Regions from separate parts of the Triticum aestivum genome. Here region 2 is linked to region 1. The links are chromatin contacts, called in public Hi-C maps. All regions are on one chromosome and are shown on one strand. The core of a region is the stretch at or near the end of the contact, and the rest is flanking DNA. Distances in the headings are between cores, read along the strand shown.

Evidence for each region. A called contact is a pair of places that touch in the nucleus more often than the background predicts.
Region 2: a Hi-C map of leaf shows a contact between it and region 1, with 9 times the contacts expected there. The contact joins the promoter of LOC123078649 here to the promoter of LOC123078646 in region 1. A contact is called at or near these places in 4 of 5 Hi-C or Micro-C datasets (leaf and root) and 1 of 1 datasets of contacts at active chromatin or transcription factors (leaf).

What each region holds. Positions count from the first base shown.
Region 1 is chr3D:321,214,218-321,220,603 of IWGSC CS RefSeq v2.1, reverse strand. It overlaps LOC123078646, which reads left to right and starts at 2,486. Exons shown (of 9, transcript XM_044501228.1): 1 at 2,486-2,737; 2 at 3,862-3,973; 3 at 4,077-4,159; 4 at 4,908-5,033; 5 at 5,133-5,253; 6 at 5,354-5,438; 7 at 5,856-5,969; 8 at 6,058-6,097. The coding sequence starts at 3,886.
Region 2 is chr3D:321,380,854-321,387,932 of IWGSC CS RefSeq v2.1, reverse strand. LOC123078649 (probable isoprenylcysteine alpha-carbonyl methylesterase ICMEL2) reads right to left here and starts at 1,377. Exons shown (of 12, transcript XM_044501231.1): 1 at 940-1,377; 2 at 10-86. The coding sequence starts at 1,352.

The DNA of each region.
Region 1 (6,386 bases), core at 1,237-3,736:
ACTTGCCGATAACGAGATTGAACTAGGTATGAAGATACCGATGATCGAAGCTCGGGCAAGTAACATACCGGTGACAAAGGGAATAACGTATGTTGTCATTATGGTACGACCGATAAAGATCTTTGTAGAATATGTGGGAACCAATCTGTGCATCCAGGTTCCGTTGTTGGTTATTGACCGGAGAGGTGTCTTGGTCATGTCTACATAGTTCTCGAACCCGTAGGGTCCGCACGCTTAACGTTCGATGACAATTTTGTATTATATGAGTTATGTGATTTGGTGACCGAATATTGTACGTAGTCCCGGATGAGATCACGAACATGACGAGGAGTCTCGAAATGGTCGAGAGGTGAAGATTCATATATAGGACGATGATATTCGGACACCGGAAGTGTTCTGGGGGTACCGGGTACATATCGGGTCACCGGAAGGGGTTCCGGGCATCCCCCCGGCATCTACATGGGCCTAATGGGCCAATAAGGGGACAGACCGATCCCTAGGGGGCTGGTGCACCCCATGTAGGCCAAAGTAGGGGGGGAAGGAAAGAGGAGAAGAGAGAAAGGAAGGGGAGGGATTCGGCCTCCCCCTTCCTTCTCTCCTCCCTCCTCCTTCCTTCCCCCTCCGGATGAATATGGAAGGGGGCCGAATTGGCAGGCGCCCAAGTAGGATTCCTCTTACTTGGGGCGCCCCCTTGGCTGCCTCCCCTCCCCTCCAACCTATATATATGAGGGGGGCACCGCTAGAACACACAACAACATCTGTTAGCCGTGTGCGGCGCCCCCTCCACAGTTTACGCCTCCGGTCATATTCACGTAGTGCTTAGGCGAAGCCTTGCGTGGATCACTTCACCATCACCGTCACCACGCCGTCATGTTGACGGAACTCTCCCTCGACACTTTGCTGGATCAAGAGTTTGAGGGACGTCATCGAGCTGAACGTGTGCAGAACTCGGAGGTGTCGTACGTTCGGTGCTTGATCGGTCAGAACGAGAAGAAGTTCGACTACATCAACCGCATTGTCAAACGCTTCCTCTTTCGGTCTACGAGGGTACGTGGACACACTCCCCCGCCCTCTTGTTGCTATGCATCTCCTAGATAGATCTTGCGTGAGCGTAGAAATTTTTTGAAATTGCATGCTACGTTTTCCAACAAGGATTTTCTGGGATGCTTGGAAGCATCGACTGCATGCATTGGGCATGGAAAACTGTCCATTTGCTTGGCAGGGGATGTACAAAGGCGCCAAAAGAGCTTGTAGTGTGGTACTTGAGGCAGTGGCCACACATGACCTCTGGATTTGGCACTCCTTCTTTGGCATGCCAGGAACTCACAATGATATCAACGTACTGTAGTGCTCGAATGTCTTTGCCAAGCTTGTTGAAGGTCATGCTCCTCCGGTGAACTTCAAGGTCAATGGACGCCACTACAACACGGGATACTACCTAGTAGATGACATCTATCCGAGATGGTCCACATTTGTGAATACTATCTCAAACCCTGTGCGAGTAGGCAAGAACTCCTACTTTGCCAAGTGTTAGGAGGCTTGCAAGAAGGATGTGGAGCGGGCATTTGGTGGGCTCCAATCTCGATTTCCTGACCTAGTCGAAAGATCAAATGTGGAAAGTCATGACTTGTTGTGTCATCTTGCACAACATGATCATTGAGAGCGAGTAGGAAGAGCGAGTGTTCGACACTGAACCATACTACAGGCAGGGTCCTTTTGCCCAAGTTAATCACCAGCTCCGACATCATGGGCTGCCTTTCTCAATATGCGCCAGGAGATCCGAGATCCACAGATGCATCAAGAACTGCAACACGATCTGGTGGGGCACCTATGGAGGCTCAAGGGCAACGCCTAGTTCGACTGTGATGAACTATGAGTTTTTTGTGTGTTTGAGTTATGAGTTTGCTTCGTTGAACTATTTGATTTGTATTGATTTGTGTGATAAACTATGTGATAAAAAATAGTTTAAGTTGAATTTGTGAAGAAACATGCCGAATTTAGGACGAATTTGAGCCTATTTTGCACCGAAATTGAACCGAAATCGGCGGCTGGGGGCGAACTTGGGGGGTTCGGCTGGGAATCCAAGGCCCCTCACGTCGAAATTACCGCCGGTTCACCCTCAAGCGGCGATATTTCTAGTCCCTGGGGCCGAACGACCGAAGGTGCTCTAATGTTATTGGAGAAATCGAGGGTGGTGCGCAGATCTGGCGGCGCAGTGGTGCGGTTTGCTTTAGCTCCTCCTCCCCACTCGAATTTCCCCCATTTTTACTCGTGGTGTACGTCTTTTATCAGTCACAGAAAAAGAAAAGAAAAAGAAAGGAAAAGGGGCATCTTGGCAGTTGGCACCACGGAACCCTCCAATGTTGCGATCTCGCCCCTGAACTGTCCGTCGATGGTCGCGGGCCCCCCGCACTGGTCGCTTTCGTGCCGTGTGGGCTAGCGGGCGCTCGTCATAACGACATAACCAATGGCCTGCATTGCAAAAGAAAATAAAAGAAAAATCAGAGGAGAAAAAAAGAAGGGGAGGAGAAGGAGACAGCAGGCAGGCAGGGGGTCAGTCTTCTTCCTCTGTCCCTGTGCTGCTGCTGCTGCCTTTGCGTCGGAGATTGCCCAAGTCTAGATTCGAGGAGGGCTGGCTCCCTCGCCCTCCCTCCCTCTCTCTCCCCTTCCCGTGGCTCCACTGTATCGGAATTCGCGACCGGCTCCGTTCCAAGCGGCCCTGGATTATTTTACGCAGGTTAGGTTTTGCTGCTGCCTCTGCTTCTACCAGCACTAGTACTACTCATCTCCCTTGGTGTTCTGTTCTCTTCTGTTCTGTAGTGGAGCTCTGCTTCATTTGACTTCGCTAATCCCCACACCCGATTTGGCTCCCCGCATTGCGCACAGCCGCCCCGCTTGCTGCCGCCCCCGCCACATGACCCCCCAAGATTGTTTGGCCATGAGCTCAAAGTTTCAGCTCACTGGCGAGAGAGACAAGAGACGATGAACATGTGCGATGCGAGGGGGATACTGAGTGCTGTAGGACTAGGCGGTGCCTGATTTACGGTGGAATTCGTTAGGGTCTCTCAAGATTCTCGCCTCCTTGCGCTCATGTCTTCCTTTTCCGCCGGTTTTCAGCTTGTGGCCAAGCAATGCTGCGAAGATTCGCCGCCTTCTTCCCCTCAAGTAATTGACCGCATTCTTGCATCCTCGGTGATTTGTTTCAGACCTAACCTCGCTCTTCAACTTGTCTAGAACAAAACCGCGGCTGCCAAACAGTTCCCACCTTTTGGATTTCACTCCTTGAGGTTCATACAAGCTTGATTAGTTCTATTTCGATTTTCAAATGCCCACTAATCAGTTCGTGTACTTGGTCTAGCTGTTTGTGCTTCTGCTTTGTTTCTGCCTATTTGAGTGATCCCGATCTCTGCCTAATTTGACTCTATGGCCTCTGCCAGTGTGCTAGTTAGAACATTGTACATACGGCCATGAAAGTTGTAAATGGCAAGGAATAGATTAAATTGTTGCGGTACGAAAAAGGGAGCGGGGAAAAATAATTGAAGTTCTACATTAGAGCTTTTTTTAGGACTACCTACATTGTTGAATCGTTGTATCTATATAGGCCTCTTTCTTTAAGGAAGACCTTCTGTGACGTTTTTCCCATGTATCTTTTTATTTTGTTCCAACCAAGTCAAGTCACTGATATCTGCTGCAATTTCACAAAACATCTTCCTTTTACTATTCTACTGCTATTAAGGCTGTGATGTTGACTGACTTAATATATTTTTTCTGTCTCCTTTTGGGGATCTATTTCTGTTTTTATATGCATAACGTGGTTTTATAAGAGCTTAGGTTTGTTTCTTATCCTGTGTTTGGTTATAGGGTCCTGACTTTGTTGTTAGAGGAATGTCCTCAGCCAGCTCTTCTCAGTTCCCAGCATCAACAGAGCGAGAATCTACAACTGCTAATGATAATGCAATACCTCATGATCCAGGTGATAACAAGCATATTCTTGTGTTGTATCATCTCTCTACACTGAACACCTAGTAAGTTGTAGCCATTTTCATCTGTCAATCTGATCTTCGTGGATTTTGTAGGTGCTGATTCTGCTGGACCAGCACAAAGCAGACTTTCGCTTCAGTTGGATCAGCGGTCATTACATTTTTCTGTTAATGCTTGGGTAAATGGACTGATGTACTTTGTCAGCAATTACTGTATCACATGTAATTTTTCTATATGTCGACATCAATCCTTGCTGAATATCTTAGTCTTGTCTAAGTTGGTGCATCTCTTAAAAGTGTCAGATCCATCTCAATCTTGTACTCCACCGGATAACTATTTTTAGGCTTAGTTGAATGGAGTGTAAAACAACAGCTCACTTCTGTAAGTGAGATTAATCAGACTAACTACTAGTCCGAGCATATTTTGCTTTAGTCAAGCCTGCACGCTGGTGTTCATGAAAATACCTTCATCTTGACCCTTCATTTGCCTAATGGAAGTTTAGTTTCAAAAAAAAATCATAAGCGAATGGACGGTCAGGATTATCACAGAATTAGGCATATGTTAGAGCAGATTAACACAGTGTTCTAAGTTTTGTTTCGCCAAAACACAACTAGTCAAGGATAATTGGTCCTTGGTTTTTGTATGAACAAGATCTTAGTGCCCTCCCTGCGTAATTTGAACTGTATGAATGGATCTTTATACTTTTGTCTAGAATTGCATCAAACATTCAAACTATCCATTTTATACTTTATAGTATCAGTTTTCCAACTTATGATAGTACCTACGTTAGTGTGTGGAATGCGTAATCTTGTATACTTTCTTTTAGCTTGCATGTATTATGATGAGCAACGGGAGATTTTTTGTTGATGTGTGCAAAATACTCTAGATAATCACATTATCTTTATCATACACACTTTTTTCTATAGGTTCTTATTGTTGCGTTGATCGGCATCATTCCACTGGCAACACGACAACTGCAACTCAAGGGATATCGTTTGTCACTTCTTGGCACAACCTGTACCACAGGTTATGCCATATTTGCTCTTTATGGGGTCAGTAACATGAAACTGAGTGTTGTATTTACTTTTTTTATGCTTCCTCCCACTTCAGATACCTTGCACAACTTAATTAACATTTACCCTTCCTATCAGCTACCCAGAGTAGGGAACACACAGGCTGTTCAGGCCTGGTGCCACCATGTAACTTCATCAAAGGATTTTATTCCATTCATGTACTGCCTTATGTTTGTTACATCTAAACTACACTTGAAGCGTAAGCATATGAAGTATTTAATCTTTGAGATCAAATTTTTCATGTTACTACCCAAACGTCTCAGCTTTCCTGCACATGACGAGTTAACCCTTTGTGGCAGTTGTTTTGGTACCGGTAATTTGCTGGGCACTTGAACATGTGGCCAGATTTCTACGGCGCCATTTTACCAATTCCTCTCTCTACAGGTAAAATGAACCTGGCAGACTTGTAGGCACATGTTTTGCCTTCTATGCATACACAGTGCATGTTATCATTCCAGCTTTGCGCATAAAGAATCAATACCTTAGGCATGATCTCCATACTCATTAGGTTGTTATCTTGGCTTTTTTGTTATATGCTTTCATCTCTCTGAGCCTCAACCCCTGAAAGTACTCTTTGTTGCCTTTTTGTGCAATGGCTAACAGACCAAATGAGCAAGCCCCGGTCCATCAGTAGTCAAACACAAAATAGAAATGTTTATGTGTATTAAAATTGCATGGTAACAAGCCGATAAATGCAGAATAATCATTTTGTATGAACTGAATCTGCTATCAGTTTACAATATTTTGCCCGTTGAACATGCTGGCAAAATGGATTATAACTGTCGTGTTGCTAATTTGTAGGGCATACCTGGAGCCGCTTTGCACATGGGTTGAGGCAAACACAACTGCAGTCAACTTTCTGATTGCAAATGCAGAGATTTTGTTGGGCTTTCTTATGATCTTATCCCTGTTCTCGTCAGTAGGCCTGCCCTTGTTCATTGTGATTAACCCCCTTCCAGTGGCCACTTAACCATGCATTTATATTGTTCTTTTACTTTTGTAGGAAACAACGCAATGCTATGCAAACATTCATGTACTGGCAGGTTAGTTCCTGATAAACATCAATTGGCTTCGCCAAATGATCTTTCTTGTTTACTGTTAACCGGGTTGTTGGCTTTTTCACACATAAAATTGTCTAATCACACTAAAATTTTGCCATCACACTAAAATTGTCCAATCAGCTTTTGACAATAGTAAGCGCTCACTGAATTCTACAACACATTAAACATTTATCACACTTACTTTTGTAATGCGTTTGTATTGACCTGCATATCACCTATACTGGTATAATTACGGTAGGATACTTGCTTGGACCGCAGCAGGGGGGATGGT
Region 2 (7,079 bases), core at 128-2,627, 170 kb before region 1:
GCAATATACCTTGCAAAAAACCTGGCATAAGTAGAATAGCATAGACTGCGAGGGCAACAAGCTGCCTCATCCAGCGGTAACCTAACCTGAATAATACTAAAATTAGAACGGGAATAGAAAAAAAAATCAACAGTGATTTTATTCATCGATGCATTCTGACAAAAAGGGTGAAGATTATCAGTGAATCTTAAACTACAAAGGGAGTTTTGAACTACAGTGAGTGTGAGAATTTGTATGGCCTCCCCATGCCATACTGCAAAATACAATGCCTAAACATATTCCCCGCAGCAGCATCAAGGGGATACAAACACAATGAGCACACAACCTGCCTTTGCGCGACTAGGATGCGCACAACCAACTACTCTAGTGAATACATGACAGGCTTATTTATGTTTCAGCAGAGCAACTTGCCCTCGATGTATCTCTTGTAAACGATTATGGCGGAAATAGCTGTACTGTTGTAGCAAAGATGCCAAACACGATTTTAAGGCAGATAAAAGCGATCGCCCCTCTTGTTCCGTCTTTTACAAGGAAAAAAAGGACCAAGATCACCAAATCAAGATGGATACAAAGTTTTTTAATTTGTTTCTGAACAAATGGTTTGTTATGCAAAGACAAAGCCCGCACGACAGGGAAACAGTTATGTGGTCCCCGAAGCTTAATTCTAGTCCGTGTCCCTCACGCAATTACGTGATCAAACAACCTTGTGGAGTTGGCTTCTCCATAGGGATTGATATGAAGCTGCCTTGCAACTCAGCCATCTGAACGACCTCCGGACATAAGGAAGTTTCCAAGTAGAACTGAAATTTTGGGTCGCTACAGGAGCATCAAAACCATCACCACTACCGTGCGTGTTGCATCATAGCGATCGCCCTCGAGTTGGAGCACCTCATGGCGTTGGAGACAGTGGAGTAGCCAGCGAGGAATTTCGGTGATTACCCGAGGTACTGGAGCAGGGTGAAGGTGAGGCGCGTGACGAGGTAGGTCTCGGAGGCGGCATGGCCGACGTCGTCGCGGAAGGACGACTGCCTCCTGGGGCCGGCCGAGCCCGGGGGCCTCGGGGACGCGGACTGCACGGGCGACGAGCGGCGGCGGCCGGCGGAGTCGCTCCGCGGGAGGAGCGCGTCCGCCTCGCGCGCGTCGTCCCCGGAGGCGGGAGGCTGCATTGCCATTGCGTGGCGAAGGCTCGGGAAGGTCCGCCGGGCGGTTGGGAGTGGGAGATTCGAGTTGGTGCGGAAGAATGGAGCGGGGAGGAGGGGAGCGCCTAAATAGGAGGAGGAGGAGGCGGGCGGGGAGCGCGAGTGCGTGGCGTGGAGGGACGCGTGGGGGAGGCGGGGCGAGCGCAGCAACATGCCGCAAATCCTCGTTTGCCTCCTTGCTTCGCCATCCTTCCGGCGCGGGCGGACTTTTGCGGGCTGGCAACTGGGAACCGGGCGAGGCTTTCGGGAGTAAATTGCATAGAAGTACCACAATTGAGGCATTGAAAGCAGATTGGTATCAAGATTGGTAATTTTTACGTGTCAGTATCAACTTTGGGACGAGGCGTTGCAAAAGAGGCTAAAATAGCTGTTTATACGTATTGACACGGAAACTGACCGGTTGGGCCCGCCTGTCGGGTGCTGACATGGCATGTTTTTTTGCAAAAAACTCCCTGAAATCTCCTCTCTCTCCCCCGAACGCTCTCCCCCTCCTCTGTCTCGATCTCTCTCACACACCCGAACGCGGCCGTCGCCACCGCCGACGATCACCGTGGCCACCGTCCAACCTACCCCTCTCCATACCATCCAACGGCTCAGCCGCGACGCCCTCTTCCTCATCGCCAAGCCACGTGACGCCGGGAGCCCCGTGCCGTCGTCCTCGCCTTCGGCTTCTTCCGCGGGATCCGACGACAACCGCCGACGATTCGACGCCGTCCGACCTCCCCCGAGCTCGCCGTCTGCTCCCACCGACTCGCCGTGAGCCCCTGCCTCCTCTCCCCTTGCTCCCGTGCTCCTTTTCTCGCCATGGCCACCGTTCCGCCGGCGACCGATTCGCGCCGCCGCCTGAGCTCCTCGCCGCCATGGCCAGAGGCCGTGTTCGTCGCTCCTAGGCACGTAGACGTGCTCCAGACCTCGCCAGGAACCCAACCCGCACCCCAACTCGCTCTCTCGAGCGCTGCAGCCGCATCCCCGCACCCGGCCGAACTCCGGCCGCTGCTCCGCCCATCGCCGCCGCCGCGACACTGCACCCCGGCACCCCCCGCTACCTCCTTTAGATGCGCCGCACCGCCAGCTCGCCATAGCCGCAAACCACGCGCGAAACGGTGCTTGTTAGCGCCATCCCGAGCAACTCCGGCGTGCCACCGCCGTGCCTTTGGTCGCCAGCGTCAACTGCTGACGTGGCGTCGGGTGTGTGTGAGAGATCGAGACAGAGGAGGGGGAGAGCGTTCGGGGGAGAGAGAGGAGATTCCAGGGAGTTTTTTTGCAAAAAACATGCCATGTCAGCACCCGACAGGCGGGCCCAACCGGTCAGTTTCCGTGTCAATACGTATAAACAGCTGTTTTAGCTTCTTTTACAACACCTCGCCCCAAAGTTGGTACTGACACGTAAAAATTATCAATCTTGGTACCAATCTGCTTCCAATGCCCCAAGTGTGGTACTTCTATGCAATTTACTCGGCTTTCGGTGCCGAAGGTAGAATTGGATACAGCAACACGAATGGTGGTGGTGGTGGTGTGACCCTGTCCAAATTCGAAAAATTATTTACTCGTGGTAGTAGTACTACTCATCGTGCGTTATGGTCAGTTGGTCACACACAGAGGCCAGAGCATATGCCCTTTGCCAGCAAAAGGATGCGTGGAAGGCTCAATGATGGATGATTTGCACAGCACACGACGCTGGAGGCTCACACCCCAGCGAGGAAATCTCTTCTGTTATTAGAAAAATAGAAATTTGAAAGGAAAAAAAATGAAACGAGGACAACAAACACGAGTGTGTGTGCTACCAAAATGGCTATATTATGATGCAATACTTTGTGGTGGTACTAGTATGGGCCAAAATGATTGGTGAGTGGTGTACCGTGGTAGGGCCGCGTACATGATTGTGGCGTGAGGCAGGGGAATCTTTGCAGGTTCTAGAGCTTCGTTTGCGGTCTGTGGAGCGAGGCGTAGCTGGCTTAGGGTGCGGCGGTGAGGTGAACGCAGTTGCCGTCCGCGTCCGGCAATGTGGACCCGTGATTACGTGTCGCCGCGCCACGCGTTAGAACCCAAGTGACTTTGCTCCTGGTTTCCGACACGGCTGGCCGGCTGATGCGACTCATTGGAAACGTGCCACTTCACGTGGCAAAGGGCACAAATTTATTCTCAAAACGAAACTATTTCACAAACTAAACTGTGTTCTAAAATATTTCATCCAGCTCATCTTTAAAGAGCTGCACAGCAGAGTGCAACGTCTTGCTGTCGGACGCTGCACAAAATAATCAGTGGTGTGAAATATTTTTAAAAACAGTTAATTTATGAAATATTTTTGCTCTGAGGTCAATTTTGTCAATTTTGCCGCTCAACAAGGCTGGACCCATAATCTTAGGATCCTCGTAACTTTAGAATGTTCGTTTGTGAAGGTAGTACATCGAACGATTAGATGACGATTTTAATTTTGATAAAGTGATGAGGGATGGCATTCTCTTCAGAGGACATATCAGTTTCTTCTTGAGAAGACAATTTTTATTTAAAAACTATGATCGTTTTATCTCTTCTTGAAACTAAAATTGGCGTCACACATGGTTCGCTGCCACCCCTCTCCAGCGAGCGAACGTAGGTAACATTACCGCAACTTTGTCCCCTTTTGCACGCAGGAATGGGGCACTTAGATTTTCAGCCGCCGATCTACGTTAACATTTAAAGTGTTGTTTGTACATAGGTTGTCTGCTCTTGTATAACATTCGTTATAGGTGCGTAATGCATTTTGTAAATTTGAGGGGTATTGTTAGAATTGATTCGAGGCAGGGTCGTCCGTCGTTCGAGAATCAACCAAGCACACAAGCACAACACTGAAATTTATTAACGAGGTTCATTAACATAACATGGCCACATTCTCAAAGCCTAACTACATACGCTCCTTCCCGAGACACCGTCGCGATACCGGCCACTCGGGCATTGGCACACGACGTCGGCTTCACTTGTGTGTCTGCGCTATTATGCCGGTATATGTTACATCGCGTGTCTACCACGCATTATATTTGAGGCCTTGGATATAAGTGTCCTAATAGCACTCAATTATTATTTTATTTAGACATACTACAACTGTAACCTACCTTGTACACAATATTCGACACAACTCCAACAAACTCTACCATGACGTATATTCTCCACCACCCTGAATTCGGCTATGCGTCAAACCTCCATGTACATTGGACTTGAGTTACACCATGAGTATTGTTGCTACTACCACACTCCATGTCACTCCACCTGCAACTGTAGTCCCTTCTTTTCTGATCATAGTCAACACTCAAGCAAAATTAAGTTTCTCTTTATTCTAGTTTGTGCTCCCAACTTTGAGAGTAACCATTCAACGTCATCATACACTGATCACTGACATGCGTGAAAGTGAACAATACACTTATCAGGTGTCACATATAGAAGTTACCTAAACTCAACAACTTCGCTCTTTCTTGACTGTCTGTCTGAAGTTTGAAGGAATTTCACCGGCGCTTGTAGTCATCTTAAGTCAAATTCGCAATTTTCTAACCACATCATTTGGCAAGAGCCCGACAAGATTTCGCTGGAGCACCGCCCAACGCCACATCCTCACGCACTGCACCTCCGCTAACCTTCACACCTCCCAGGAAGCCATCACGCCATGACCAAGTAGAAGCTACTCCAGACCTCATCGCCGGCCAGAAGAACCAGCGAGTCAGCTCCACCTGAGCCCGGGCAGATTTGACGCCCTCCACGCCGCACCACCGCGCAGCAACCGCATACGCGTAGCCCACCATCACGCCATGACCAAGTAGAAGCCACTGCAGACCTCGTCGCCGGCTAAAAGAACCAGTGAGCCAGCTCCACCCAAGCCTAGGCAAATATGGCGCCCAGCACGCTGCGCCACCACTGAAAGGACATGTGGTGCCCCCATGTGTGGTTTTGGTAATTGATGACATTCTTTATGGACTAATGGTCGCATTGAGTTATATTTGAAGGATTTGTCCATAGGCATTTCTTGAAGTCCATGTGTTGGTTTCAAGGAGTTTATGTGTTGACCAAGGTGCTATTAAGAAATTATCCAAAGATTGGTCATGTGAGAGTTGAGCTTATTGCAAGCATGTCTTGAAGAAGAAGATTGTGTGATCATTCATGCTTACCTTCAAGGCATCATCCAAATGAAGAGAGTTGGAAAGGTTCAAGGTGGATCAAGACGAAGTCAAGAGTGAATCAAGTTGATCAACTCACAAAGCGTAGAAGATGTACTGAGAGGGATCAAGTGATCCCATGGTATGGTTTGTTTCCATGGGTTTGCATCAAGAGGAAGATCTCATACAACCCATGGAGGATGACATCAAGTGGTGATCGTCATCAAGTTTGCGTTGTGCAAGTTCAAGTGGAGCATCACAAAGGTATTATCCTTGAAGCTTGCCGTCCATTGTGGTGTCAATGGACTTGTGAAGATGTGCCAAAGAGTGGCTCACCCATAGTGGAGTATGGGGGGGCAATCAACTAGTCTTCATCGAGCGAAGGCAATCGAGAAAGGTGGTCCAACTTGAGGGAGTCAAGATCGTCATCATCTAGATCAAGTGGACTTCGTGCAAGGCAAAGGTTTACCCTTGATAGGTTTTCTATTTTACCGGTCTCATGGTGATAGTTTGGAGACCGGGTTATAGGATCGATAGCTGTACTATCAAGGGGGGCTCTCAAGTGAGTAGCTTCATCGTATCGTTCGTCGAGAGCTCAAACCATTGCATCCTTGCATCATCTTTCTTGATTCTTATTTGTACTTTCTCTTTTTGAGGTTTTATAGCTTGTGGTTATCTTCGTGACAAGCTCTAGTACATCGAAAACGGATTTCATATGCTTCCTCTATTGCGTTTTCGGTGCTGGAGGTTTTACCGATCTTTTTCGAGGAAGGGTTCTCACCATTTTCTTATGGGCCTTTTCTCATTTGCTTCTTATTGTTATTTCTATCTAGATTGTGTTAGCCCATGTCGTTAGCTTTCCAACAAACTTGGTTTCGTTGAATTCGGAGTCCGTTTACAAAAGTTGTGGCAGTTTTGGTGTCCTTAAAAGACTGTAGCGGTACTACCGCGGCTACTACCACTTGGAGCGGATGTAATTTTTTAGTACTGCTCCAAAGTAGTACTACCACGGCTACTACCGTGGCTACTTTCGCTCCAGACCAAAATCTCGTATTAAGTCCAGCGGTGGTAGGCACGGATGTATTTTTTTAGTACCGCTCGCAAGCAGTAGTACCGCTACCCTTAGCGGTAGTACCGCCACCCCTAACGGTAGTACCATCAGGACGAGCGGTAGTACCGCTCCGACAGTTCTACTGGCCTTTTGCCTCCTCGTTGTTATTTTTCAAAGGGCTTCCACCGCCCTAGCGGTGGTACCGCTACCATGAGCGGTAGTACCGCTCTGTGCGGGCTGTGAGCATAACGTCTGGATTTTTTCCCACCTATAAAAGGGGGTCTTATTCCCCAATGAACCTTATCCTTTGAGCTCGTGTTCTTCCCCCATTGTTGACCTTCTTCGAGCTTGCTATCTCTCAATCCCTCCATCGATTCTTGCTAGTTTTTTGGGGGGGAAGAGAGAGGATATCTATATCCACATTTCCACCAATCACTTTCTCCTCTATGTGAGGGGAACCCCCTGGATCTAGATCTTGGAGTTTTTGGTGTTCTCCTTCTTGTTCTTCGTCTCATTTTCCTCCCTAGCATTAGTTGCTTTGGTGGGATTTGGGAGAGAAGGATTTGGGCACTTCGTGTGCCCTTGCCATTGCATTTGGTGCATCGGTTTGAGTTCTCCATGGTGATACGTGAAAGTTACAAGTTGAGAAGCTTATTACTCTTGGGTGCTTGGTACCCTTGATCTTGTTCCTCTTGGGTGCTTGGG